Regions from separate parts of the Mus musculus genome. Here all the other regions are linked to region 3. A link is a contact called in public ChIA-PET and promoter capture Hi-C data. All regions are on one chromosome and are shown on one strand. Each heading gives the region's core, a stretch centred on a gene start, on an enhancer-like site or on the middle of the called end of the contact. The rest is flanking DNA. Distances are from core to core; before and after follow the strand shown. Region 1 holds the start of Sptan1 (spectrin alpha, non-erythrocytic 1). Region 2 holds the start of Zdhhc12 (zinc finger, DHHC domain containing 12). Region 3 holds the start of Ntmt1 (N-terminal Xaa-Pro-Lys N-methyltransferase 1). Region 4 holds the start of Spout1 (SPOUT domain containing methyltransferase 1). Region 5 holds the start of Tbc1d13 (TBC1 domain family, member 13).

Region 1 (4,890 bases), core at 1,766-4,265, 840 kb after region 3:
CCTAAATGTGCTGCCTTGGCCAATTCATGCTCTCTCTCAGACCCCAGTTTGCCCAAGAATTAATTTTTTTTTTTTCCGAGACAGGGTTTCTCTGTGTAGCCCTGGCTGTCCTGGAACTCACTCTGTAGACCAGGCTGACCTCGAAATCAGAAATACCCCTGCCTCTGCCTCCTGAGTGCTGGGATTAAAGGTGTGCGCCATTACGCCTGGCTCCAAGAATTAATTTTTAATACTGAATGTTCTTTTAAAAATAAATATGCCTCTTCTCATCTACATTCTGATGAAATAGGGATCTTGGGGGCTTTAGGCATTTGCATTGTCAAAGTAATTAAGTAAAAAGATAATTTCATGAAAGCCTAAGTGTAGTAAGGAATTCAAACAACAAAGATTGACCTTGGGGCTAGTTTGCTGGTGCAGTACCTTTACAAAATACAATTATTTCCTACTCAAAACAAGTGTAAGCAGCATGTGTAAGAGATGTGAAAGGTGCCACTCGCTGCACGGCTGTTCCAGCCAGATGGCTCTCTGGCCAGCTCTGCGGACCTCTGCATTCCTGGAATAAGCATTAGCCATCAGATCATGGCATTCCCCTGTAAGGCCACAGCTGACGAGCTGCAGCAGACCAAGAGGCATAGACTGGAGTTCTCCAATAGGCAGTGGGCACTGGTAACAAAGGCAGGCTGCCCTCAGAGCCTCTGTCCTTAGTGCACATTCCACAGACCAGACTCGGGTAGCTATTCCTAAGAGCCATTTCTCAGTATCTGTAGAGGCCCCACCTTTGAGATGAAAGCAGAGAAGAAAAAAATAATAGAAAATTATAATCCAGGGAACTAAAAGATACACTTAATATGACTCTCCCTGCTTAAACCTGTTCATTAGATTACTTGACATCAGATTTCTCCAAGTATTAGATTACTACAAAGCATACAGCCAAGGCTAAAGGCACTACCAGAGAATAAGCCGGCTGCAGCAGCTCCTGCCTGCCATAGGTCCAGCTACTTTGGAAGCTAAGGGTGGAGAAATAAGCTTGAGTCCAGGATCTGAGACATATAACAAGGCCTCCTTTCTTTTAAGAGGGGTAAAAGTCCAGGGTGGTGGCAGCCAGGCTTGTTGGCAGGAGCAATGAGTTCAAGACCAGCTATACCCAACTACATAGATTCAGGATGAGCTACGGGTCAAGATCTTGTCTCAAAAGTAGGGAATAGAATTGCATATCTATATGTCTCCAGGCCTTGGGTTTATCATAAGAACTGTTTCACATTTGTCTGGTATAGGGCAAACTTTGAAATCCATCCTTTTTATCTAGGTCCCTGGATAACAGTCAACACACTTTGAGGGTCCCTTTGAGGAATTAATGACCCAGTTACTAAAAAAGGCTTATTGTTAATTTCCTGCAGGGGATCTACTGCAGCACATTTTTTTTTTCCAACTTTGACTTCAATTTGACCTTTAAAATCTAAGACATTTAGTATGAGTGGGAACCTTGGCTCAATGGCTTCATGCAACTCACTGTTGCTAGTGCTATTCTTAAGCTCTTGTTTCCTGGCTACAAGACACCCCCACCCTGCCATCTTTGATACATTCTGTTTTACTTAAGTCCAATTGCTATGACAACGCAATTTCTGAACACATTATTAAAATACTTCATATGGTTGGTTTCTCTTGTATTCCTTGACAGTCATAATAATTAGCTTTTTGAAAATACCAAGGGTAAAGAACAAACGACTTAAAATGTTTTGGGTCTCTATATAGAAAAACCTGATTATCTGAGAGGCTGAGGCAGGAAAATCCTGAGTTTGAGGCCGGCCTGAGCTATTCAGCAAATTCCAGGCCAGCTGGAGTTACACTGTAAGAGCCTGTAGAGAGAGGGACAGAGACAGAAACAGAGAGATGAAAGTCAACAAAGCCCTATGAAGTGTAGCAGTTCGAAATGATTTCACCCTTTCTGGGACATTCATTTAAAACACACCGACCCTTACTTACATAGAAGCCCTCTTGATGTGTGTGTGTGTGTGTGTGTTTGTGTGTGTGCGCGCGCGTGTGTGCATATGTGTGTGTGTAATTCTAGTACCTGAGAGGATTTTAAAATCAAATTTTTCCTGGAGAAGCATTTCATCAAATTTGCAGGGATAGCTTCAGACAAAAGACTGTTCTATCACTTCACACTGGCACAGCAGTAGAATTTGACCAAAAAAAAACCCCCAAAAAACAAAAAACCCAGAAGCCTTCGACTTAATGTCTTATATAGAAAGAAAAGAGCTGTAAGCTATTAAGTTATTTATTGGATTTGGATCTCCTCCAACCAAGCGGCACCGCATCTAACTATTATACTGGAGCAGGTCGGCACTGGAGAGAAAAGACATTTATTACCAGGAAAGAAAAAGGAGGCCTTTCTGCGGCCGGAGGGCCCGGGACCGCCACACAGGATGAAATTAAGGTCAGCGAGCCCTTCACTGCAGACAGGAGGCTCCGAGAGGTGCGAGCGCCGCAGTTGCGGGCGACGGGCGGTGCGGGGGCGCTCGCGGGTGGGTGCTGCCGAGGACCACCCCCCGCCACCTGCCGCGACGGGTGGGGCCGCGGGCGCAGGAAGGGGCCTTCGCGTACCTTCGGCGGACCGTGACACTCCAGGTCGCCGCCCGGCTCTGCCGCGCCCCGCAGCCCACGCGCCACAAAAGGCGGCGGCGGGGGCCCACGGAGCCGCCCGCGAGGCTCCGCAGCTCATCTGTCCACATCGCTCCGGTGCTCGGCCTCCCGCGGCCTTTCCCTTCCCGCCCACCGCCCTTTCTTACCGGCTCCTGGGGGTGAGGGGCGTGGGTCGCCGCGCTGAGGGCTGCTGAGGAAAAAGATGCGCCGCCGCGGCCCCTGCCTCACGCCGTTCGCTCCGCAGCGGATAGTGACGGCGGCGCGCGCGCACTGTGGCTTTTATAAGCGGCCGCGCGCGCCCCCGCGGCGGCCGAGCGCGAGCGTGAGGGAAGTGCCCCGGTTGGCGACGCGAGAGGCGGGACTCGCTGCTCCACTGCAGTACGGAGAGGACCGAGCGCGTCCGGAAGGAGCCGAAGCTGCGGGGCGGGGTGGTGGGGGTTGGGGTAAAGGACGGGAACGCGCTTGCGAGGGGTGCGGGGCGCGGCACAGAGCGGAGCAGCCGCCGCAGCCGCCCGCCGCGGCGTGGGACCCGAGCAATCCTGCCCCGCCCAGTCCGCCCTGCAGAGAATCTGTGCCGCACCCCTCCGCCCTGGGAGCCCTTCCGAGACTGCGGCGAAGGGCAGGGCGGGGCCCGCCGCCGCAGTCAGGCTGGGGATGTTGCTGCCCTGGCCGGAAAGACGCCCTGTCCCTTTCGGATGATCTCACTGGAATGTTGGCTCCCTCTTTGCACTTTTTCTGGGGGAGGCTTGGCTCTGGAAGACCCAAGTCTGCCTGTTCTGGTGGGGGATGGGGCCAAAAAAAAAAAAAAAAGATGATATAAGGATCCGTGTTTGAGGAGGTGGTAGGGAAAAAAATCCCGGTTAGGGAAAAAAAAAAAAAAAAAAAAGACTGATTTGTGGCGTAAGACTTTATTTCAGGATATGGAGAATTCTTCAGCAATCTTCCTGTTGCCAGTAGACAGAGTGTATTCGTCCCAGTTGATAAACGACATTACTATTTCTTTCCCCAGTATTAATTGAACTTTGCTGTTTAGCTGACACCGCACGTGCTTTGGGCTTTTAATCTCTGCTCTTATTTTACAAGGTAGATGTTGCCTTTCCCATTTTACAAATTAGCATCCTGATGACATAGAAGGTAGCTCTCTCCCCAGGTCAAGCACGAAGCAGCAATCAGAGAACCTAAGATTTGAACACAAGCGTTAAGCAAGTGGGTGCTAGACTTCTGAGAAAAGGAAAACACAATTTCTGTAATTTTTTTCTTATACACAACCCTTTTCAGGGCCTGGCTCTGAACTAAACTCTGTAGCCAGGCTCCCCTACTGCAAAAGCTCTTTCCCTTCCTCCATTTTGGGTGACAGCTGTGTGGCAACCATTGGAGTAGCACCCAGCTCATTCCTGTGTAGTCAGGCAGCTCTGCCAGGCATCAGCCTCCTGGTTACCAAGCCACCCTCCTATTTAAATAATTATAAAGAACTGGGCATTGCTCCAGAACTGGGATGAGGCCCAGTCCCAAGCTTCCTGGTCCTCTGCACTTTGGTTTCTGCTGAGCCTAGGATCTGCAAGGTGACTTCTAAGCTACTCTGACTGTAGGCATGATGGTGAAAGAACATTCCTAGTCATTTTCCTTGGAGAGGAGAGATTTAAAAAATAAAAAAAATAAAATAAAAAGGGAGTGGCCACAGCTCAGCGGCAGCTTCACAGACTCCTGAGATCCAAAAGGCAGGTGCTTGGAGGACAGCATTTAATGCCATCTTCTTTACAGAGAAAACTGGTTGAGGAGCTACTTCCTGGACTGGGCTTTTTTTCCTTTTCTTTTTTGTTTTTCCAGACAGGATTTCCCTTTGTAGTTTTGGCTGTCGTGAAACTTGCTCTGTAGACCAGGCAGGCCTCAAACACAGAGATCCCCCTGCCTCTTTCTCCTGAGTGGTGGGATGAAAGGCATGCAGAAATGCTGTGCATTTCTGAAAACAGCTGATGGTGACCATAGTAACCACCTCTTCAGTCAGCTGCAGCAAATTTAAAACTCAGATGTTCAGCACTGGGTACAAAATGGCTAGTATAACTTAACTCTCCACAATGTCTAAGACCTGATACTTCGGTGGCAAGGGCTCTCTGGGCTGGGCTCCATACTGAAAATAGGGGTTCTACTGTTTCTCCCAAATGCCAAACAAATCCAAGACCTAAAGGGAGCTCTCTTCTGACTGGGAAACTAAAATCCTGCTGGTTGGTCCATTTTCTGATCGGAAGA
Region 2 (4,914 bases), core at 340-2,839, 710 kb after region 3:
TCAGGAAAAATATCCACACACAGTCAGCCTGTAAGCCTGCTGACCTGATTTCTGTCCCTGGAACCCACATGGCAGGAGAGAGCCAACAGCTAGGGTTGTCCTTTCATTTCTGTGAGCCAGCTATCACATCAGCTTGCACACACACACACTCCCTGACTCACAAATGGTTGTGTACTTTGTTTTGATCTTTTTGTTTTATTTTTCTATGGACAGCTGGCCTAGAACTCATTATGTGGACCAGGCTGCCCTTTGCCTGTCTCTACATCCCAAAGAATTGGATTAAAGGTGTGGGCAGGGGCTGGAGAGATGGCTCAGTGGTTAAGAGCACTGGCTGCTTTTCCAGAGGTCCTGAGTTCAATTCCCAGCAACCACATGGTGGCTCACAACCATTTGTAATGCAATCTGATGCCCTTAAGTGTATCTTAAGTGACAGTGTACTTACATAAAACAAATAAATAAATCTTTAACAACAACAAAAAGGTGTGGACAGCCCAACCCCTTCTTTGGGAACTAGCTTTTATGTCACACAATTAGTTGGCTTTAGTCCCCTCCCTCCACATGTATAGAGGATGGCCTTGAATTTTCTTGCCTCTATCACCAGTTTGTTGAGATTTCAGGCATGTACCACCATATCATATATACCATGCTGGGGCGATAACCCAGCCTTTAGTGCTTGCTAGACAGTCTACCAATTGTGTTAATCCCCAGCCTCTGTTTAATCTCATATGGAATAGTATGATTGGCCCTAACCGCCCCCCGTCCCCCCGTCCCCCAATACACACTCGCGCGGGTGCGTGCGCGCGCACACACGATGGACAACCAATCCTTCCATAACCACCCTGGCCATAGGAAGTCAGTTCTTCAGAAAAAGGGATGTCTATTTGACCAAAACAAATCCCAAGAGCATGCACACTGGGCTTTGGGCTAGAAGAGGGTCATCAGGTGGAAGTCAGCTGAATGGGGGAGGTTCAAGGAACACAAGGAGAGAAAGTCAGTCTGGTTGGGCCGTGGTGGTAGCAGGGGAGACAAATACCTGTCTAAGACGCGGGTACTATTACCAACCCCATTGAAGAGGCAGAAAGTAGCCTAAAGAAGCTCAGTAACTTGCCTCGAGAGTCATAGGCCGGACAATTATTTCTCTGACTCCAAGCTGGGCCATGCGTGTCCAGACTCCGCACCAGAACCCTCCTTTTTCCCATCATCCGTTTGCAAAATCAGAAAACGAATAAGAGGAAAGTGTGTCATCAAGGCGTGCCCTCCTGCAAGCCCGGCCCATCGCCCCTTGGGAGCAAGCTCCGCGTGGCCTCCGGGGATCAAAGATGGGCACGCATGCGCATGCGGGGGTGGGGTTGTCTTCGGAGGCTTCCGCCTCCCGGGTTTTGCAAAGTTACCTGGCCCACAGGAGGCGGAGTTAGGGAGTTGTAGGCTGTGCGCGCGCGGGCCCCGCCTTCAGCCTCCTCGGGCACCTGTTGGCCTGAGGGGCCGCCGGTGGCACCCAATAGACAGCCTCCCTGAGCCGCCCGTGCCCCGCCTCTAATGCAGAGCCACCAATCCCCGCGTTGCTGCAGCCCCGCTGCCCCGCGGCCCCACCTTCTGCGCGCTTCTTCCGGGTGGGCTCGGGCGGGGGCCAAGGCCATGGCTCTTTGGCCGCCGCTTAACTCTGGGATGCTGGTGCGGACTGGGCACACCGTGCTGACCTGGGGAATCACTCTGGTGCTCTTCCTGCACGACACCGGTGAGCCGGACACCGCGCCACCCCGAGCCCACCCGATCACGCGTGGGTATACCGGGGTCCCCCTAATCCTCAGACACATTGAAATCTCCATTTCTATCTCCCACCAGTTCCTCAAGCGTCTTTCTCCTATGTCGGTCCGGGGATCATCCTCTCTCCGCCTGATTCCCAAGTTGGACCCTAATTAATCCCAGTAATTTTCTGTCATCGATAGATGTCCATCCATCCAAAGACCACCAGAGCCCATCAGAGGACCAACTAGAGGCCCCATCTCTCCCATCCCTGGGCTCTACCTGTCCTTCCCAGAAATTGCCTCCCAACCCCTCCCTAAATAAGATTAAGAAATCCGCTAGACTTAAGGACTTGGCTTTCCGGTCCACTCCCCAAATCCTATGAGCCGACTAACTACCCCAAGGGACGCCACTATAGCGAGGAGCAGGTTTCCCACCTTCGCCTGGTAGCATCTCCTTTCCCCATCATTCCCTTCACCCCCTTCCTGCCCCCTCCTAGGTTTCCCTTCCAGAAGGAACAGAGCCCACCAGAGGCTTCCTCTGTAGCCCTCCTCCATCGCTTTTGCCCTTTGTCCTCAGGCTTCCACACCAGGAGTCAGCCACCTTCAAAACCTCCTTGGCTCTCTTTCACCCAAGGGTACCAGAGTTGCCTACGCTCAGCTGTCTGGTGTCACCACGTCCATCACTTCTTAGCCCTCCCTCCTCTCCATAATCCTCCTTCACTGCCATGGGCTTAAACAGGCTGGCTGGCACCTTCCTAGCTGGAGCTCCTGGCTGGCTCCACCCTCTTCCAGGGCTGACTCTTCCCCTGGGGAGCCCCCTTCCTCCTGCCTCCCTCAGGTCTAGCCTCCATATCACCTCCAGCTACTTTCTTTCTACCCCCACCGCCTCCTGCCCTTCCCTTTTGCTATGGTTCTCACTGTCCTCTGGCCTCCCCAGAGCTACGCCAATGGGAAGAGCAAGGGGAGCTGCTCCTGCCCCTCACATTCCTGCTCCTGGTGCTAAGCTCCCTGCTGCTTTATCTGGCTGTGTCACTCATGGACCCCGGCTATGTGACTACTCAGCCCCAGCCTCAGGTAAGCAAGCAGGGACCTCGAAGGCCAACAGGGGAGTGAGACCTCAATGCTGAGCCCTGAGCTGCACTCAGTGTGGGGGCATCTTGATGAAGCCTCTTGCCTACCCCTGTGTTTTTGCTCCTACAATGATGACATCACCCAAGACCCATGTGGGGACAACTGTCTTACAAAGGTCACCAGACGTCTAGTATGCTGCCATGTGCATGCGTCCCCTCTACATGAGATGGGCCCCAAGTCCTGCACAATGGGGACCGGTGGCACCTAGAGAGATGGCCCCAGCATCGTCTGCCTCCCAAGGTAGGAGAACCCCCAATCTCATAATCTTTGTTTCGTTTTCAGGGCGAGCCCAAGGAGGAACAGGCAGCCATGGTTCCTCAGGCCGTCCCACTCCGGCGCTGCAGACACTGTCTGGTGCTGGTAGGTGATACACACATACTCTTGTGGGGGCAGTCAGGCCATCCTTAACCCTGCCTCCCAAATTTAGGACCTGACTATGGCCTTGAGCATTCTCCCCAAAGGAGGACTCACGGGGGAGGCAGCACTAAGCCTAAACTGCGCTCTGTACCCACAGCAGCCCCTGCGTGCCCGGCACTGTCGTGATTGCCGCCGCTGTGTTCGGCGCTATGATCACCACTGTCCCTGGATGGAGAACTGTGTGGGTGAACGCAACCACCCGCTCTTTGTGGCCTACCTGGCACTGCAGCTGGTAGTTCTGCTGTGGGGCCTGTGCCTGGCATGGTAGGTACCTGGGGGAGCACAGACAGCATGCACACAGGTACTCAGGGAACAGGAGTCACTGGGACCCTGCAGTGCCCAGCCCTAGCTCTCCATCCTCTAGGTCTGGCCTTCAGTTCTTCCAGCCCTGGGGGCTGTGGCTCCGGTCCACTGGGCTCCTGTTCACCACCTTCCTGCTGCTCTCCTTCTTCGCGTTAGTGGTTGCCCTGCTCCTGGCCTCCCACCTCTACCTGGTAGCCAGGAACACGACTACCTGGGAGTTCATATCTTCACACCGAATCGCCTACCTCCGCCAGCGCACCAGCAACCCCTTTGACCGAGGGCCGACTCGAAACCTGGCCCACTTTTTCTGTGGTTGGCCCTCTGGGCCCTGGGAGACTCTCTCGGCTGAGGAAGAGGAAGAAGGCAGCAGCCAGGTTGTCTAGGGTTGCTGGAGAGAAGGCTGCTGTTGTGCCTAAAAGCCAGAGGCTGTGCCAGCTAGGGATCAGCCCACTCAGCCTAAGGCCTTTACGTCTTCCTAGGGCTTCCAGCCCTCAGGAGAGAAGTAGACAGAACCCCCCCTGCCACCCCTAAAGGAAGACATAGAAGAAAAGGAAATAAGTTGGGGGAGGGGTGTTAAAAGAGAACCTAGACACTACACAACCCCTGGCCTGGCTACCTCGAGTGTACAGTTTTATTAATTTAATGCTCTATATAAAGTCAAGTATTAAAAAGAAAAGCCACCCATGCTGCCGTGGACTCTTTCCTGGTCTGGGGTCTACCGAGAAATAGAAGGACAGAGTTATAGACACAGCAGGGACACGAAGGAAAAGCCTGCAACGGCAGCCCCACGGACGGCCACTGCCTGGACTCCCACACACTCATTAAATACTTCGGCCCAGGCACATGGTTACGTGGAGGCTTCCTGCAGTCTGGCTGAAGTGCCAGGAGACCCTCAGGACTCCAGGAACTGCTCAGACACGAAGTCAAAGTCCCGGAAGGCAGCCTGTTGGCGAGCAGTGAGGGAGCTCTGGGAGACTGGTGGGGTCAGGGTTGGAGGCAGGCTGGTGAACTCTCCCTCGAAGTAACGAAGGTCTGCAGGGCCACAGAGAGTAGGCACGAAGGGAGGCTGGACGGTGCGGGCCAGCAAGGCCTGCCAGTTGGTGGTCTGAACAAGGTACAGGAATATAAGAATGTGGGAACCGCAGACCCCAGAGGCCCCCCAGCCTCCCCACCTCCCCAGGAAATGGGGACTGCTGGGTTCTGGCTTCGTAATTACCCTGAAGAATGGTTGAACCTTGATCTCCTCGGCGTCCCGTTCTCCTGCCCCTAGACGCTTCTCTGGGGACTTCTGGAGGAGCTGGCAGGAAGCAGGGCAGGA
Region 3 (4,927 bases), core at 909-3,408:
ATCTCCGAATCTCCCTCTCCTATCTCCTTCCTCTGGTTGGCAGATGAACGGCCCTCTTCCCTATTCTGCCCAGGTATTGGTGAGATCAGCATTGACAAAACAGAGAATAAATGGTAAAAAAAAAAACTGTTTACATAGACTTAAGACCAGAGATTCTTATCCACATCTAAAAAAAGATAACTAAGGCAGAGAAATCAGCATTTGAATTACACAGCGTATAAACACAGTCTGCCTACCCATTGTGCCTGTCCTCCTCTTTTCACTCTGAGACCATGGCTGGTCTGAAACTCACCCTGAACTTCATAGAGAAGCTGTAGTTATTAAACAAGCCTGAGAAGCCCCAGGCTCCACTGTGGAAGGCACATACTCTCTTGAGCGTACAGTTCTCCACTGTCAGAGACGTTTGGTGAGATGGTTCAGCTGTTAGAGCGAGCACTGCCTGCTCTTCTCAGCATCTCACAGTGGAAAAGCTCCAAACCAGCAATCACTGCGGTTCCTGGTGATCTGATGCCTTCCCTTTGCCTTCCTGGGCCCTGCCCCCATAGACAGATAATCAAATATAAAAATAATTTAAAAAAAAAAAGCCTTAAACACGGAGGCTGGAGACAAGCTCCAGTCAAGAACACCAGCTGCTCTTCCAGAGGTCCTGAGTTCAATTCCCAGCAACCACATGGTAGCTCACAACCATCTGTAATGGGATCTGATGCCCTCTTCTGGAGTGTCTGAAGACATCAAAAGTATACTTGCATACATATAACAAATTTTTTTTTTTTTTTTTTTTGGTTTTTTGAGACAGAATTTCTCTGTGTAGCCCTGGCTGTCCTGGAACTCACTCTGTAGACCAGGCTGGCCTTGAACTCAGAAATCCGCCTGCCTCTGCCTCCCAAGTGCTGGGATTAAAGGTGTGCAGCACCACTGCCCGGCAATAAATAAATCTTTAAAAAAAATCTTAAAACACAATTTTTCTCTCTGTCTTTCTGTCTGGTTTTTGAAATAGGGTTTCTCTGTGTAGCCTTGACTGTCCTAGAACTCATTCTGTAGACCAGGTTGGCCTCAAACCCAGAGATCCACCTGCCTCTGCCTCCTGGATGCTGGGATTAGAGGCGTGTGCCACCTCTGCCTAGTTCAAACATAGTTAAAAAGATCAAGTAAGGAAAACGTGTTAAAACCTCCAAATCACACAGACCCTGGTAAAGCTGGAGCCCACCTATGAGATCATGTGGCCTTTGGTCAGTCCAGAAGATGCAAACACAAGCTCCGGGTACACCCAGAACCACACACCTGCAGACTCTGACCTTTTGATTATGTGGCTCTGGCCTTCAGGAAAGCATCCCCCCTCCCCCCAACACACACACAAGCACACACACAGGAAAGCCAGCTTAAGGAAACGATGTGCCTTAAAACAGCACTTGGGAAAGGACCAAAAGTTAGGAGAGGATTTAGGCTTCTCACTTAGACCCCAGTCACTGAGTGCCCCACCCCATACATCATTGTCATCAGTTACAGCACCTGTCCTAGGCCCTTATCAAAAGGATTAAAGACCAAAATGATCACACAGTTGGTGGAGCAGCAAAGCCTGGAGCATCTGGAAAAGATGGCAGGCAGCCTTGCAGAAGAGAGGCTGACCTTGGCCTCAAGGGCTCATGACAGTAACGATGTTGGCCAGAGCTGGAGGCAGTTAAACGTGATGGCAACCCGTGCAACCAAGCACTTAACTGCGAGGACTTGAGCCAAGCACGGCGCCGATTCCACACACCAACCTTGCAGTGGCTGCTTTCCTTATCTCAGAGGGGAAACTGAGGACTGGAAAGTGATGTACGGGCGCGAGTGAAGATACGTCTTGCCAGCCTCCACCAACGTGGCTTCCTCCAACCCAATCCGTGGTCACCAGAGTCCCTGCCCAGGTCTGATCGGTGAACCTCCATGGGACGTGCACGTGGGCCAGGGCCAGGCCCAGGTCACTTGACGACGGGGCCTCACCGCTTCAGGCAGTTGGGGTGAGCACCTCCCTCCTCCCTGGCCGCGTCCCTCGCGATACTTACCTGGGTCGGGGCTCCAGGGACCCGAGAGAAAAGGACGGGTTGAGAAGGAGGCTGGCAAAGACCGTAGCCCACAGCAGCCGCCACCACTCTACCGGACCAGACACCTCGCGGCCTCTGCCTTTGTCCGCACACGTCACTTCCCCGAGCCTGGAGGGGGCTGGACTCAAGATCGCTCCGCCCCGAGGCCAGTTCACTCCGCCCCAAGACTAGCTCATCCCTCTCCACAGACAGATAGCCCCTCCCCAGGGCCAGATCGCCGCGTCCCACAGGCAGCTCACGTCCAGATCGTCCCTCCCCCACAGCCAACTCCGCCCTCTCCAGGGCCTGCTCACACCTCTCCACGCCCCCACAGCCAACCCCGCTCCACGGCCTGCTCACTCGACACGCCCAGAACTTCTCTCCGCGCGACTAACTCGCCCCTCCCCACGCCCAGCTCGCCCAAACACAAGACCAGCTAGTTCCGCCCCACGGCCAATTCGCCCCTCCCCATCGCTACCTCGCTTGTCCCCGAGGCCAGTTCACCCCGCCCCCTGGCCAGATCGCCGCACTCCAAGGTTTGATCGCCCTATTCTTCGGCCAGATCGCCTTTTCCTTCGGGATCCTAACCCAGTTTTTTGCCTACGCGCAGGGACTTCATGATGAAGGATCCACAGCTGATATCTCACACACTTGAGGGTGTAGCTCTTTTAAGACAAGAGTCCAACTGAGTTCTGGCCGTAAACTTCAGGATCCTTCTGCATCATCGACGTGGTTGCTGGGGTTACAGGCACGCGCCTCCATGCGCCACAAGGCTGGATTCTTAAAAACCAACATCATGAGAGTTTTCCACCCTAAAAGGAGAATTAAGCCGGGCGTTGTTGGCGCACGCCTTTAATCTCAGCACTCGGGAGGCAGAGGCAGGCGGATTTCGAGGCCAACCTGGTCTACAAAGTGAGTTCCAGGACAGCCAGGGCTATACAGAGAAACCCTGTCGGGGGGGGGGGGGGAGGAGGATTAAAAGCCATTGTTGCTCAAATCCACCCATGCCCACTAGTATATTAAAATAATATATCAACCCAGGAAAGAGAACAGGAAAGAAAGGCTTTGACAGAGGTAAGGATTGCCAGGCCAAATAAAGCAGAAATCTAGAAGTTTGCCCTCCTGAGGACCGCCCTTCCCTATCCACTCAGACAATCTGCACCGGGTCTTGAAGGAAAGATGAGCTTGCTGCATGCAAACCCCCTCTAACCGCCTCGGAGTTCTAAGTTGCCTCTTCTAACTGGTGGATGTAATGATTCAGCTACAATACTCTGAGGGTTAAATTTGTGGGATTTGCGAGTTTAGGCTAGAGTCTAGTGGGGCTTGCAGGCAATGAAGGTTATCATAATAAGTATTTTTGCCTTAAGCTCACCTCTGTTGGCTGACACACCGGCTGTTAGACATACTTGTCATGCCTCCTGGGCTCTGCATTACAGTAGGTGCTTAAAGTTGTGTTTTGCTTTTACTTATTCTTTTTTTTTTTTTTTTCCTTTTCTGGATCAGTGCCTTGCTAGGTAACCCAGGATGGCCTGAAACTCACAGTGATCCTCCTGCCTTTGAAATGCTGGGATTGAAAGAATGCACTACCACACCTAATGTGTATTTACACATTAATACTGAAAGCAATAGAGGCTTAGGAGGCGGAAAAATCCTACCCCCAATTGAGTCCCCACCCCAAATCTGTGCACCTAATAGTTGATAGCTACTCTGGGTTATTCTAGGTATTACCTGGTTTCAATAGTTCAAAGAGCTATTCACCACCCCAAAGTGGTGAATACTTGTAATCCCAGCACCTGGGAAGTGGAGGCCGGAAGACAAGGAATTAAAGGTTATCTTTTGCCGCACAATGAACTTAACACCAGCCTACACTACCAGAGACCTAGTCTCAAAAACAAAAGCCAAGGAGCTGAAAAGATGACTTGTGACTCAGCAGTTAAGAGTGCTTGTTGGGGCTTTAGAGATGGCTCAGTGGTTGAGGGCACTGGCTGCTCTTCCAAAGAACCTATATTCAAATCCCAGCAACCACATGGCAGCTCACAACTGTCTGTAACTCAAAGATCTCACACCCTCACACAGACATATGTGCAGGCAAAATGCCAAAGCACATGAACATAAAAACAAAAATAAATTATCTTAAGAAAGGAAGGAAGGAAAGAAGGAAGAGTGCTTCCTGCTTTTACAGAGAACTAGAATTCTGTTCCCAGGCAATCTGACCCCTTCTGGACTCAAAAGACACCTGCACGTATGTATGCATGCACACATGCTTATGCACACAGAGATAAGTAAAAAGTAAAATTTCCTTTAAAATGCAAGTTTGGTCTGGTGTGGTGACTCACACCTTTAATCCCAGCACTCAGGGGGCAGGGGCAGGAGGATCTCTGTGAGCTCAAGCCCTGCCTAATCTATAGAATGAGTTCCAGGACAGCCAAAGCTACACAGTGAGACATGGTCTCAAAAAAGCCAAAATTATTAATAATAAGAAGGAGAAGGAAGAGGAGGAGGAGGCTTGAGGAAACTGTTCACAAAAGCTGGCTCAGCCCTTAAGAGTACAAACTGCTCTTCCAGAAGATCTGAGCTCAGTCCCTAGCGCACATGTTGGGTGTCTTTACAACCCCTGTAACTCCAGCTCCAGCGGATCCTGCTAAGGCCTGGGTAACTGCTGCCCGTCTAGCCAGATATTTTATGCTGTTATTACTGCTATAAAGAAAACTTCTCATGTGTTGTTTCTAGGAATCTTTCTCATTCCCAAGTTGATTGCATATTCTGGTATGTCCTGAGCTTTGGTACTATTAAAAACCAGTCAGTTTGAACAGCTTTGTACAGCTAGCCACAATAAGCTTGGACCTAAATCAACCACCCAGCAGCAC
Region 4 (5,111 bases), core at 771-3,270, 630 kb after region 3:
AGTCCATGCCTCCCCACATCGCACCTCAAAGAAGTAACTTGGGATGCTGAGGAGATTGTTCTGTGGTTAAGATGACTGGTTTTTCTTCCAGAGACCTGGGTTCAGTTCCCAGCACATACATGGTGTTTTACAATCTACTATAATTTCAGTCCCAGGGGATCCATTTGCCTCCTCAGGCACCAGGCAAGACTCTGGTGCACACACATACATACAGACAAAACACTCATATAAATAAAGTCAAAATTCACACAGCAGGGTGCCCCACACCTGTAATTTCAGCTCCTGGGAGGATAAGGCAGGAGGATGGACATTATCTCAAAAAAACAAACCAAAGCAAGCAAAACAGACAAAAAGAAAGTATGACTAAAAGAGTGATGTAAACTGTAGTTGGCGGTAATAATGTGTCAGGATTGTTCCTCAACTGTAACAAAGTATCGGATCATTGTAAAATGTTAATACAAGCCGGGTGGGCGTGGTGGCACAAGTCTTTAATCCCAGCACTTGCTCGGCACACGCAGGAGGATCTCTGAGTTTGAGGGCATCCTGGTTTACATAGTAAGTTCCAGGACAGCCAGGGCTATATATTAAGGCCTGTTTCAAAAACAACAACAAAAAGTTAATATAAAACTATCAGGCAGAAAAGTTTTTTGGGGAGGAACCTGTTGGTGTTCTGGGTTATACAGGAGAGCAAAGAAAAGGAGACACTGCAGGACCTGTTAGGCTTCTCAGCAGCAGGGGCTCATCCTCTCAGGCATTGAACTTCACATATTTACCATTTTGCAGACCCTCCTTACTGTTACACAAAAGGTACTTGTAGCAAGTCAATTTCTGTATACCAAAACCTGCTACCTTATCTAGGCTTCTCTGAAGGAACCCTACCTAAGCAATACTCAGGCATAACCTACATTCCCAGGCATACCTAAGCAAGTCCCAGGAGACATCCTGGTTTGTCAGGTATGTCTCAGGACTAAGTTATGCAAAGGCTCTGAGAATCCTTGGAAGAGCAACCCCATAAAACCTCAGACAACAATCAATAACTTTACAAAAGGCTTCTTCAAACCCTAGGTACAATCCCTCTGGAATTCATGCCAGATACAATGGCTGCTATTATAGCAGCAGCTAAAAGTCTTCTGCAGGGACTTCTTTCAGTCCTATCTTCTCATTCTTTACTTAAAATGATTTTAAAGTAGACACAGAATGTTGATCAGTGATTTGCATGCTGGAGACCTTGGATTTGATCCAGGGCTGCCAAAAATCAATCAATCAATCAATCACAGCACTCAGGTGGTTGATGGAAGATTGAGTTTGAGGTCAGTCCAAGCTACATAGTAAGACCCTGTATCAATTTCTTTTTTAAAAAATTTAAAGTACTACATGCAAACAAATGAATTAAACTGATAAAGAATAAAGTCTGGGGCTGGCAAGATGGCTCAGCGGGTAAGAGCACCAATTGCTCTTCCAAAGGTCCTGAGTTCAAATCCCAGCAACCACATGGTGGCTCACAACCATCCGTAATGAGATCTGATGCCCTCTTCTGGCACGTCTGAAGACAGCTACAGTGTACTTATGTATAATAATAAATAAATCTTTTTAAAAAACCAAAAGAATAAAGTCTGGACGAGGCTGGGAATATAGCTCACTGGTGGAGCACTAAATTTAGCACGCGTCGGGCCTTAGCTGGAGTCCCAGGAAACTGAATGGATAAATAAAAAGAAAGTGCAAATGAACTGGATAAAGGTAGTCTTTTGTAATTTCCAATAGGGTGCCCTTACATAAAACATGGAAGCTAAATATCACCAGGGTACCTAACAATGGAAAGGGCGGCACATGAGCCTTACTGGGTTCGGACAGCGTAGTGCTGCGAACTCGTTGCCCTGGAGACAGGGTACCAACGCAGCAGCCTCCGCACTCGCACGTGGCGTTTCTGAGCTCCGCCTCAGCCTGGCACCCAGGACACGCCCCACTCTCCGCTGGGCCTCTGATTGGGCAGCTCCGCGGAGGTGTGGCCGGAAGAGGCGAGGCTAACTGGCAGGCGCGCGGTGGGCCTGGAAACATGGCGGAGCGCCCGAGGAAGCGTCCGTGTGGTCCGGTATGTGCGGACCGATGGGTTCCGGGCTAGGCCTGGAATCTGCAGCGTGTCACAGTGGTGTCGGCCCGGGTCTTCTGCTCTCTCCTCTCCCCTCGCCCCTCTCCCGTAGCCTGAGCTTGCAGAGTTAGCTGGTCCGATCTACATTCATTCGCGGGGCGACGGTGTCTTGAGTCCTCTCCTGGCTTATTTTCTGATTCCTAGGGCGACTTTATGGCCATACCTGTCTTCCCCTTGTCTCGGTTTCTTCTTTTGCCCAATGGGGATTCATTCCTCAGCTTCCCGGATCTGATCCCAGGCTTTGTGCACGGCGAGTCCCTGTGTACTTCTACCCTGGTTTGAGAGAGTCAGATGGCGGGAGGCCCGATGGGATGCGCCCCTCCTATGTGTGACCGGTCAGCCTCTCAATCTTCCTCCTTACTTGCAGGGTGAACATGGCCAAAGGGTTGAATGGCGAAAATGGAAACAGCAGAGTAAGTAAAAAGCTGAGGCCGGGTTGGGCAAGCGCACTGAGCCCTCCCTTTCCACAAACCAGCTAATGGCCCGACGAGCCCTCTTTGGGTCTCAGTGTATCCAAGTGAGTGGTGGCAGCCTCTCCAGAGCCTAGGCTAGCCCAGCGAGAAGGAACTCTCCTCCCCATGTCAAGTCCTTTCCCTCCAATAATTCTCCAGAAAAAGAGGAGAAAAAGAAGTGGAAGGACCTCAAGATAATGAAGAAACTGGAGCGGCAGCGTGCCCAAGAGGAAGAGGCTAAACGCCAGGAAGAGGAGGAAGAGGCGGCGGCCCAGAGGAGCAACCAAGGTAAGCAGCTGGGTCGTGAGGTAAGTTGAATCTCTGAGCCATGGGGACATGCAAGGGAGGGAAGGTCCACAGCCTGTCAGGCTGACAGGAACATCCCCTGTCCCTGCTAGGACGGCCTTACACTCTGAGTGTGGCCCTGCCAGGCTCCATCCTGGACAATGCCCAGTCACCTGAGCTCCGCACCTACCTGGCTGGCCAGATCGCCAGAGCCTGCACCATCTTCTGTGTGGATGAGATTGTGGTGTTCGATGAGGAGGGCCAAGATACCAAGTGAGAGTCTCTGGGGAGTGGGGAGGACCAGCAGGGGTGGCCATGGCTTTGTCCTGCTCCTTGTCACCTGCCTGGCTGCCTGGAAGGAGCTCTCAAAGGCAGCTGCAGACTCACTTTTTCTCACCCTTGGTGCTAGAGAGTGGACTCAGGGTTTTGCCCATGGTCTGTGCTGAGGCTCAGCACTTGGATGGTTTGGGTTGTGTTTAGCATTTCTTTATGGTGCTTGTGTACAAACACCAGTGTGGTTCTGGAGACCAGAAGGCCACTTGAGCTGAGCAGTGGTGGCACACGCCTTTCATCCCAGCACTCAGGAGGCAGAGGCAGGTGGATCTCTGAGAGTTCAGTGCCAGTCTGGTCTACAGAGCAAGGTCTGGGACTGCCAGGGCTATGCCAAGAAACCCTGTCCCCAAAAACAAATGAAAAAGAAAGAAAATAAAAAAAAAAGTATAATAAGCCCAGCACTTGGATCTTGAGGTCTGTCTTAATCTTTCCAGGAGTGTGGAAGGAGAATTCAGGGGAGTTGGCAAGAAAGGGCAGGCATGTGTCCAGCTGGCCCGCATCCTACAGTACCTGGAGTGTCCACAGTAAGTGTGAGGTGAGGGCAGTGGCTGGGAGGCAGCCTCCCCAGGATGGACCTGACAGATGCATTCCTCCCTAGGTACCTGAGAAAGGCGTTCTTCCCCAAGCACCAAGATCTGCAGTTTGCAGGTACAGCTAGTGTGCCTGCCCCATTTCCCATGACTCAGCCTTAGGCACCAAGATGGATCCAGGTGGGAACACAGGCTAGGGGTAGAGCCTGGTCCTATCATCACCTCCTGTTCCCTGCCCAGGAATCCTCAACCCCTTGGACAGCCCTCACCACATGCGTCAGGACGAAGAGTCTGAGTTTCGAGAAGGCGTCGTGGTGGACCGGCCCACCAAGGCAGGCCATGGCTCTTTGGTCAACTGTGGAATGAAGAAGGTAGGATTGGGAAGGTGGGCTGTGGTACACTTGGGGACACTTGCTAGCTATAAAAGGTAAGGACACATGAATGAGGAGACCTGAACTCCAGGCCTGCTGAGAAACACTAGTTATCCCAAAGTAGGGCTCAAGCTATGAGCCCCTCGAGGATGGAGAGGTGACTCAGTTTAAAGAGCACTGGCTACTCTTGCAGAGGACCCACATTCAGTGCCCAGCACCCACATGGCGGTTAACATCAGGTGGTTTCAGGGAATCTGGTGCCCTCTTGTGGCCTCCATGGACCCTGGACGGGGCAGGCTGACCTGGGTTATCTGACAACGTGTCCCCTTCACGGTGTGGCACTCACTCACTCCCTCTAGCTTCTCTTCAGGAGGTGAAGATTGACAAGAAACTGGACCCTGGACTTCGGGTGACCGTGCGACTGAACCAGCAGCAGCTCCCAGGTAGGGGGAGCTTCCTGGGCCCTTAGAGCTGCCTGGCTCAGAGCCTCTTCCAAGCCGCCTCTACCTACCAGTTTCCTTGGTCTTCATAGCCTGTTTTGTTTCCCAGAATGCAAGACATACAAAGGAACAGTTGTGTCATCACAGGACCCCCGCACCAAAGCTGGTCTCTACTGGGGCTACACTGTCCGGCTGGCCTCTTGCCTCAGTAAGAGCTGAATTCCCTTCCCTGAATGTCCATCTGTCCCACTTGTGAGACCCACAAGTCAGATCAGGGTCTCTGTCCTACCCAACTGTGTGTATGTTTAGGAGGTGCCTCCTCTAGCCTCTGGTCACATCTCTGGTACCCTAGTCTCCCTGAACATCTCTGTGAATGCTAAGAAATCTGAGAACAGGATGTGCTTGGCCCCCATCCTGTTGCAGTCTCAGCACTAGGGAGGCCAGCACAGGAATCTCACTGTCTGTCTGAGACCAGCTTAGATATGTCAGAGCGAGACCTTGCAGTCTCAAGACAAGTATCATGGCTGCTGAATGTTGTCTGGGGCTTGGGAGCT
Region 5 (5,171 bases), core at 106-2,605, 670 kb after region 3:
TCTGATCCACAGCCAAGTAGAGAACCCGGGAACCACCCTGCAACTTCCTTAACTCAAGAAACGAGCTGAGAAATGCTGAGAGGCCTTCCCTAGGCACAAAGGGTTACCACCGGTGCAGTCTTCAGGCCACTTCAAGGGATTTGGGGGATCACCCCCCCCCCCCAGCTAAGGGCCAGCTTTCTGCCGGCAGGCAGGTTTCCAGGGAAACCCTGAGTAAAAGTGCATCTTACCACTAAAACTGAGTTCTCGAAGCTTTTCCAACACAATGGAGGGCTCCTTCAGGACATCCTGGAAATCTGCAATCCTTCAAGGGCAGAAAAGGAAACGCCAAGGTAACAGGCTTAATGACCACTCTTGCAGCCAGCCCAAAGATCTTTCACTCCCAACGGTCTCCAACTACCAGCTTAGGGAAGTGGACAATACAAGTTTCTTCCTCTAAGATCTGCCATGTCAACGAAAAGCCATGAGAGGTATTCTAATCCAAAGGGTTTGAAGTGAGAACTTAACATTAAGCACTGTCCACTGTTAGCGAGCTGGCATTTCCTGGGCACTTGCTGCGGCCAAGCCCAGCCCACAGCACACCACTACCCGAATTCACACAACCAAGCTTCCTGCAACCAGGAGTAATTGGATCCACAGACAACAGACTTGTACAATCTCCCCATGGCTCCCGAAGCTCTTGGCTGGGTAAAGGGGAGGGGGCACAGACTTCTCGGGCCTGCCCTCAGGCAAAGACAAAAGACTAAAAATTAGTCCTGGAGTGACCAGAATTTAGCGGGCGTTGCAAGATGTGCCTGGGGTGGGGGTAGGAGGTGGATTTAAGAGGCCAGATTGGAGAACCTGGATCCCCTGGTGTTTCTCATGAGCATGGAGCACAGGGACAGGGGCATTTGGGGGCGGGGGAAGGTGCGAATCCTAGAGCGAGGAAGCGGGGAGGGTAATAGGGGGCTGGACAAGGGAGACACTAGGGAAAGGGGTCCCGAGTGAGAGAGAAAGAAAGGTGACACTGAGGTAAGAGAAGCATCTCTGCTTCTCGCCTCTGCCACACAGGCAATGAGACCGTAAGGGGGCTCGCCGCCGGGGGAGGGGGCTGTTCTTGGCCGCACATGCGCTGAGCAGCTCTCTCTGTGCGAAGGCCCGGCCTGGACGGAGCGGTCTGGGTGCAGTCTTGACCTCAGGTCTCCTTACCGGCTCTTGTGCAGACTCGACATGGTGTTGACTTCCGGACTCCCGAGCTGCTTCTGCAGCCCCAGCTGCCGCCACCGCCACCGCCCCCCTCCCTCCGGGGACACGGGGCGCTGGGCAAAAGCCTCCGGCAGGAAGCAGAACTTGGAGCGTGCGCGTTCCGCGGGGGCGGGGCCGCGCTGGGTCCGCCCAAGGGTCACGTGACGGGGACTTCTTTAAGGCTAGGCAAACCGTCAGTTGAGCGTCAGGACGGCGTGACTGTCAGTGATCCCGCTGGCTATGAGTCTCCCGCCCTCAGTTTCTGATTACTGAATACACTTGTCTATCTCTCTCACTCCCTGTCATTAACTGCGGTACAGTTGTTTGGTTGATTGAACTAGTTGTTTGAACTAGACTTAGTCTCCGGTGTGGTCTCATTCAATGTCGAGTCCTTCCTTATGGAAATGACCCTGTTGCTCAGTAAATACCTCTCGGAGGAGCCGGAGGAGTACAGCTCAAGGTTTCCTTGACTTTGGAAGTTCATAAACTAGAATTCTGGCAAGCCTGGCGGTGGTAGCTCACGCCTTTAATCCCAGCTAGAAGCAGGAGGATCTTTGAACTGACCTACAGAGTTCCAGGACAGGAAGAGCCACACAGAGAAACTCTGTCTTGAAACTCCTCCCCTCCCCCGCACTCCCATCCCCAAGTAGAATTTCTGTAATTGCACAATTTTAAAGCAATAGAAAATGAAAAACAGGAGCTAAGGGTGTAACTCAGTTGGTAAACTCAGTTGTGAGTGTGAACTTAAAAGAGCAACTATGAAAATCATTGGCTAGCATGCACGAAACCAGGTTTCAGGTTCAGCACTCCTTGTAGCTGGATTTGGGGAAACATGCCAGTAATGCCAGCATTTGAGAGGTGGAAGCAGGAAGATCAGAAGTTGAAGGTTCAAGAAGTTCACTCTGCTAGAAGTGAATTCGCTGTTGATGCTCCAGGGAATAAAGCACTCACGTGAGCGTGAGCTCTGGCGTTTGGATCCACAGAATTCATGAAAGAGCTGCCAAGAGGGGCGGGAATGTGCAAGGTTTAGACGGCAAACAGACTCGCTGGACTACCTTCAGTGAATAAAGGGGAGAGCCATCAAGGAAAGCAAATGGCCTTTAGGTCAGGGCCCCTATACACACGTTATTGCTACACATATTTGCACACACAGGCACACAATTTCTTCTGTAAATTATGTGTATGGGTGCTTTGCCTGCATGTATGTCTGTGCACCACTTACCTGCCTGGAGGTCAGAAGAGTGTTGGATTCCTGTGGAACTGGAGTTGTAGATAGTTGTGAGCTGGGAAATGAACTAGACCCTCAGAAAGAGTAACTAGAGCTCTTAACTTCTGAACTATTTCTTCAGTACCCCTCCCACACACACACAATGTTTTTTTTAATTTAAAAAAGAGAGCTGGGGGCTGGAGAGATGGTTCAGTGGTTACGAGCACTACTGCTCTTCCAAAGGTACTGAGTTCAATTCCCAGCAACCACATGGTGTCTCACAACCATCTGTAATGAGATCTGATGCCTTCTTCTGGTCTATCTGAAGACAGCTACAGTGTACTCATATACATAAAATAACTAATTAAATCTTAAAAAAAAAAAAAGCCCAACGTGGTGGCACAGGCCTTTAATCCCAGAACTCGGGAGGCAGAGGCAGGCAGATTTCTGAGTTCAAGGCCAGCCTGGTCTACAAAGTGAGTTCCAGGACAGCCAGGGCTACATAGAGAAACCCTGTCTCGAAAAAACCAAAAAAAAAAAAAAAAAAAAAAAAAAAAAGTATTTGCAGAGTGACATACTTCCTTCAATAAGGCCACATCTCCTAACAGTGTCATCTCCTGTGGCCAAGCATTCAAACACATGAGTCTGTGGGACATTCCTATTCAAACTACCACAACCACCCTTTGTTAATTTGAAACCCAAACTCACTACTCTCAGTGCGGTCTGGACTCACCACCAACTCTGTTCACCTTTTCAAGTTTGCTCTTTTTTTTCTTGAACCTTGATATTCCATATAAGGTGAGTCTTTCAATCTTTCTTTTTTTTTCTTTTTGCTTTGTTTTGTTTTGGTTTTGAGACTGGGTATCTCTGTGTGGCCCTGGCTGTCCTGGCACTCACTCTGTAGAGCAGGCTGGCCTTGAACCCACAGATGTGCCTCCTGCCTCTGTGTCCTGAGCGCTGGGAGTAAAGGCGTGTGCCACCACTACCATGCCCTGCTTGAGGTAAATCTTTCCTTCTTCCCTCCCTTCCTCCATCCTTTCTTATTTTGAGACAGGGTCTCTGGTAGTTCAGGAGACTTCAAACTCACTATATTATTATAAGCAAAGGTTAGCTTGAATTCTTGATACTCAGGTCTCTGCCTCCCCTGTTCTGGTATTATAAGCACACCCCACAATGCCTGATAAGTTTTCACTGTCTTCAGACTCACCAGAAGAGGGCATCGGATCCCATCACAGATGGTTGTGAGCCACCATGTGGTTTCTGGGATTTGAACTTGAAAGAGTAGTAAACGCAGTGCTCCAAGGTATGCTAATCATAAAACAGCGACATTCCTCCACCCACCCGCTTCCTGTGTTCAAAGAGTGTTAATTCAAAGAAAGTCACCCTGACCATTACCGGAACCTGCAATGCAAATGTGCTATTGTTAGGGGCTCTTAGAAACTGTCTTGAGAGTTAACAATTACCTGGTATTCCTTGTGACACCTGTGACTTTGTACTTCCTTGTGACTCTTATCTGGTATTTTTGGTATTTTCCAACAACGCCCTTCCCACCTCCTTGAGTTGTGTTTTTTTCCTTTAAATACCCCCTTACTCAGCTACTCGGGGCGCCACGGTCCTCTACCCCTGTGTGGTGTATGACCATGGGCCCGAGAGCGCTCTTGAATAAAAATCCTCTTGCAATTTGCAGCAAGACCGTTTCTTGTGGGTGATTTTGGGGTGTCGCCTCTCCTGAGTCAGAATGTGGGGGAGTCCTCACGTTGTGAGTCTTTCAAACTCAGGACCTTTGGAAGAGCAGTTGGTGCTCTTAATCACTGAGCCATCTCTCCAGCCCTTTTTTTCTTCTTTTTTTTTAAAGCTGCTGTTAAGAGTTTGGGAAGAGTTTTATTTACTTTGTAGATCAATGTGGGTGATAATGTCATCCTAACGCATTGAACTGTCCCGCCTGTGAGCATGGGTTTCTTTCCATTAATGTGTCTTTAATTTCCTTCAGCGGTGGTTTGTAGTTTTTAGTTTATAAGGGTTTTTTTTTTCCACTTCTTTGGCTAATTTTTATATTTTTTATTTTATTTATATGAGTGTTTTGCCTTCATGCATGCTTGCATGTGCACCACATACATGGTTGGTGCTAAGGAAGTCAGAAGAGGGCACTGGATCCCTTGGAACTGAAGATGATTGTGATCTGCCATATGGGTACTGGGAACTGAACCTTCCCTGATCGATTGTCAGGAAGAACAACAGGCACTTTAAACGGTTAGGCCCTCTCTCCAGCCTGTAAATGTGTTCTTAAATGTTTTGCTCTTGGAAGGACAAAATTCAGCCCTGCAAGGTGACCTTTGCTCTCCATGTGCACACACACACACACACCCTCCGAGAAAAATGTTGCTCTTGTTCCCTTTTGTGCTATTGTGGAGAGCTGAAAAAGCCCCAAGTGAATGTGCACTGTAGACATGGGCATGAATTCTGTCAGGGACCGCATCCCTGATACACACAGGAACAGTAGAGCCTTCCCAATCTTCCCAGTACAGGTGAGGTTCATCAGTGGACTTCCTTTCCTTGTGCGATGCATATTAGAACAGCTGAGTTCCAGGTTATTATGCGTGGCCGCCGCTCTGTTCTCCCAGTTCTAGCTTTTCTGAGCGTTTGTCTGTCCTTTCTTCAATCCCTTGCCACCCAGCTAGGTTTCCAGAACCAAGCTATGCCCCTGTGGCAGGATGGAGAGGAAGCCCCCGGTAAAGTGCCG

Evidence for each region. ChIA-PET counts read pairs in DNA pulled down with a chosen protein or histone mark. Capture Hi-C pulls out chosen DNA fragments and counts their contacts.
Region 1: a contact with region 3 is called in an RNA polymerase II ChIA-PET map of memory CD8 T cells, with 20 read pairs. The contact joins the promoter of Sptan1 here to the promoter of Ntmt1 in region 3. A contact is called at or near these places in 1 of 39 promoter capture datasets (neural stem cells) and 3 of 115 datasets of contacts at active chromatin or transcription factors (bone marrow-derived macrophages, memory CD8 T cells and pancreatic cancer cells).
Region 2: a contact with region 3 is called in an RNA polymerase II ChIA-PET map of memory CD8 T cells, with 5 times the contacts expected there. The contact joins the promoter of Zdhhc12 here to the promoter of Ntmt1 in region 3. A contact is called at or near these places in 2 of 39 promoter capture datasets (liver and pre-B cells) and 1 of 115 datasets of contacts at active chromatin or transcription factors (memory CD8 T cells).
Region 4: a promoter capture Hi-C map of pancreatic islet shows a contact between it and region 3. The contact joins the promoter of Spout1 here to the promoter of Ntmt1 in region 3. A contact is called at or near these places in 3 of 39 promoter capture datasets (the 3T3-L1 cell line, the C10 cell line and pre-B cells), 5 of 115 datasets of contacts at active chromatin or transcription factors (bone marrow-derived macrophages, embryonic stem cells, large pre-B cells and 1 more) and 3 of 9 other capture datasets (adipose tissue, liver and pancreatic islet).
Region 5: a contact with region 3 is called in an RNA polymerase II ChIA-PET map of memory CD8 T cells, with 60 read pairs. The contact joins the promoter of Tbc1d13 here to the promoter of Ntmt1 in region 3. A contact is called at or near these places in 3 of 39 promoter capture datasets (embryonic stem cells, erythroid cells and pre-B cells), 2 of 484 Hi-C or Micro-C datasets (Sertoli cells and cardiomyocytes), 6 of 115 datasets of contacts at active chromatin or transcription factors (double positive thymocytes, embryonic limb bud, embryonic stem cells and 3 more) and 2 of 9 other capture datasets (embryonic stem cells and pancreatic islet).

What each region holds. Positions count from the first base shown.
Region 1 is chr2:29,963,685-29,968,574 of GRCm38.p6, reverse strand. It overlaps Sptan1 (spectrin alpha, non-erythrocytic 1), which reads right to left and starts at 3,015. Exons shown (of 57, transcript NM_001177667.1): 1 at 2,790-3,015.
Region 2 is chr2:30,090,310-30,095,223 of GRCm38.p6, reverse strand. Zdhhc12 (zinc finger, DHHC domain containing 12) reads left to right here and starts at 1,589. Exons shown (of 5, transcript NM_001037762.1): 1 at 1,589-1,735; 2 at 2,683-2,819; 3 at 3,159-3,236; 4 at 3,391-3,557; 5 at 3,658-4,280. The coding sequence starts at 1,636. The coding sequence ends at 3,979. Pkn3 (protein kinase N3) reads right to left here. Exons shown (of 22, transcript NM_153805.2): 21 at 4,813-4,893; 22 at 4,205-4,701. The coding sequence ends at 4,489.
Region 3 is chr2:30,805,199-30,810,125 of GRCm38.p6, reverse strand. Ntmt1 (N-terminal Xaa-Pro-Lys N-methyltransferase 1) reads right to left here and starts at 2,158. Exons shown (of 4, transcript NM_170592.3): 1 at 2,043-2,158.
Region 4 is chr2:30,175,368-30,180,478 of GRCm38.p6, reverse strand. It overlaps Spout1 (SPOUT domain containing methyltransferase 1), which reads left to right and starts at 2,020. Exons shown (of 12, transcript NM_172660.4): 1 at 2,020-2,089; 2 at 2,514-2,559; 3 at 2,758-2,886; 4 at 2,997-3,156; 5 at 3,651-3,740; 6 at 3,815-3,864; 7 at 3,987-4,117; 8 at 4,488-4,560; 9 at 4,667-4,765. The coding sequence starts at 2,054.
Region 5 is chr2:30,129,930-30,135,100 of GRCm38.p6, reverse strand. Tbc1d13 (TBC1 domain family, member 13) reads right to left here and starts at 1,355. Exons shown (of 12, transcript NM_146252.3): 1 at 1,189-1,355; 2 at 231-304. The coding sequence starts at 1,211.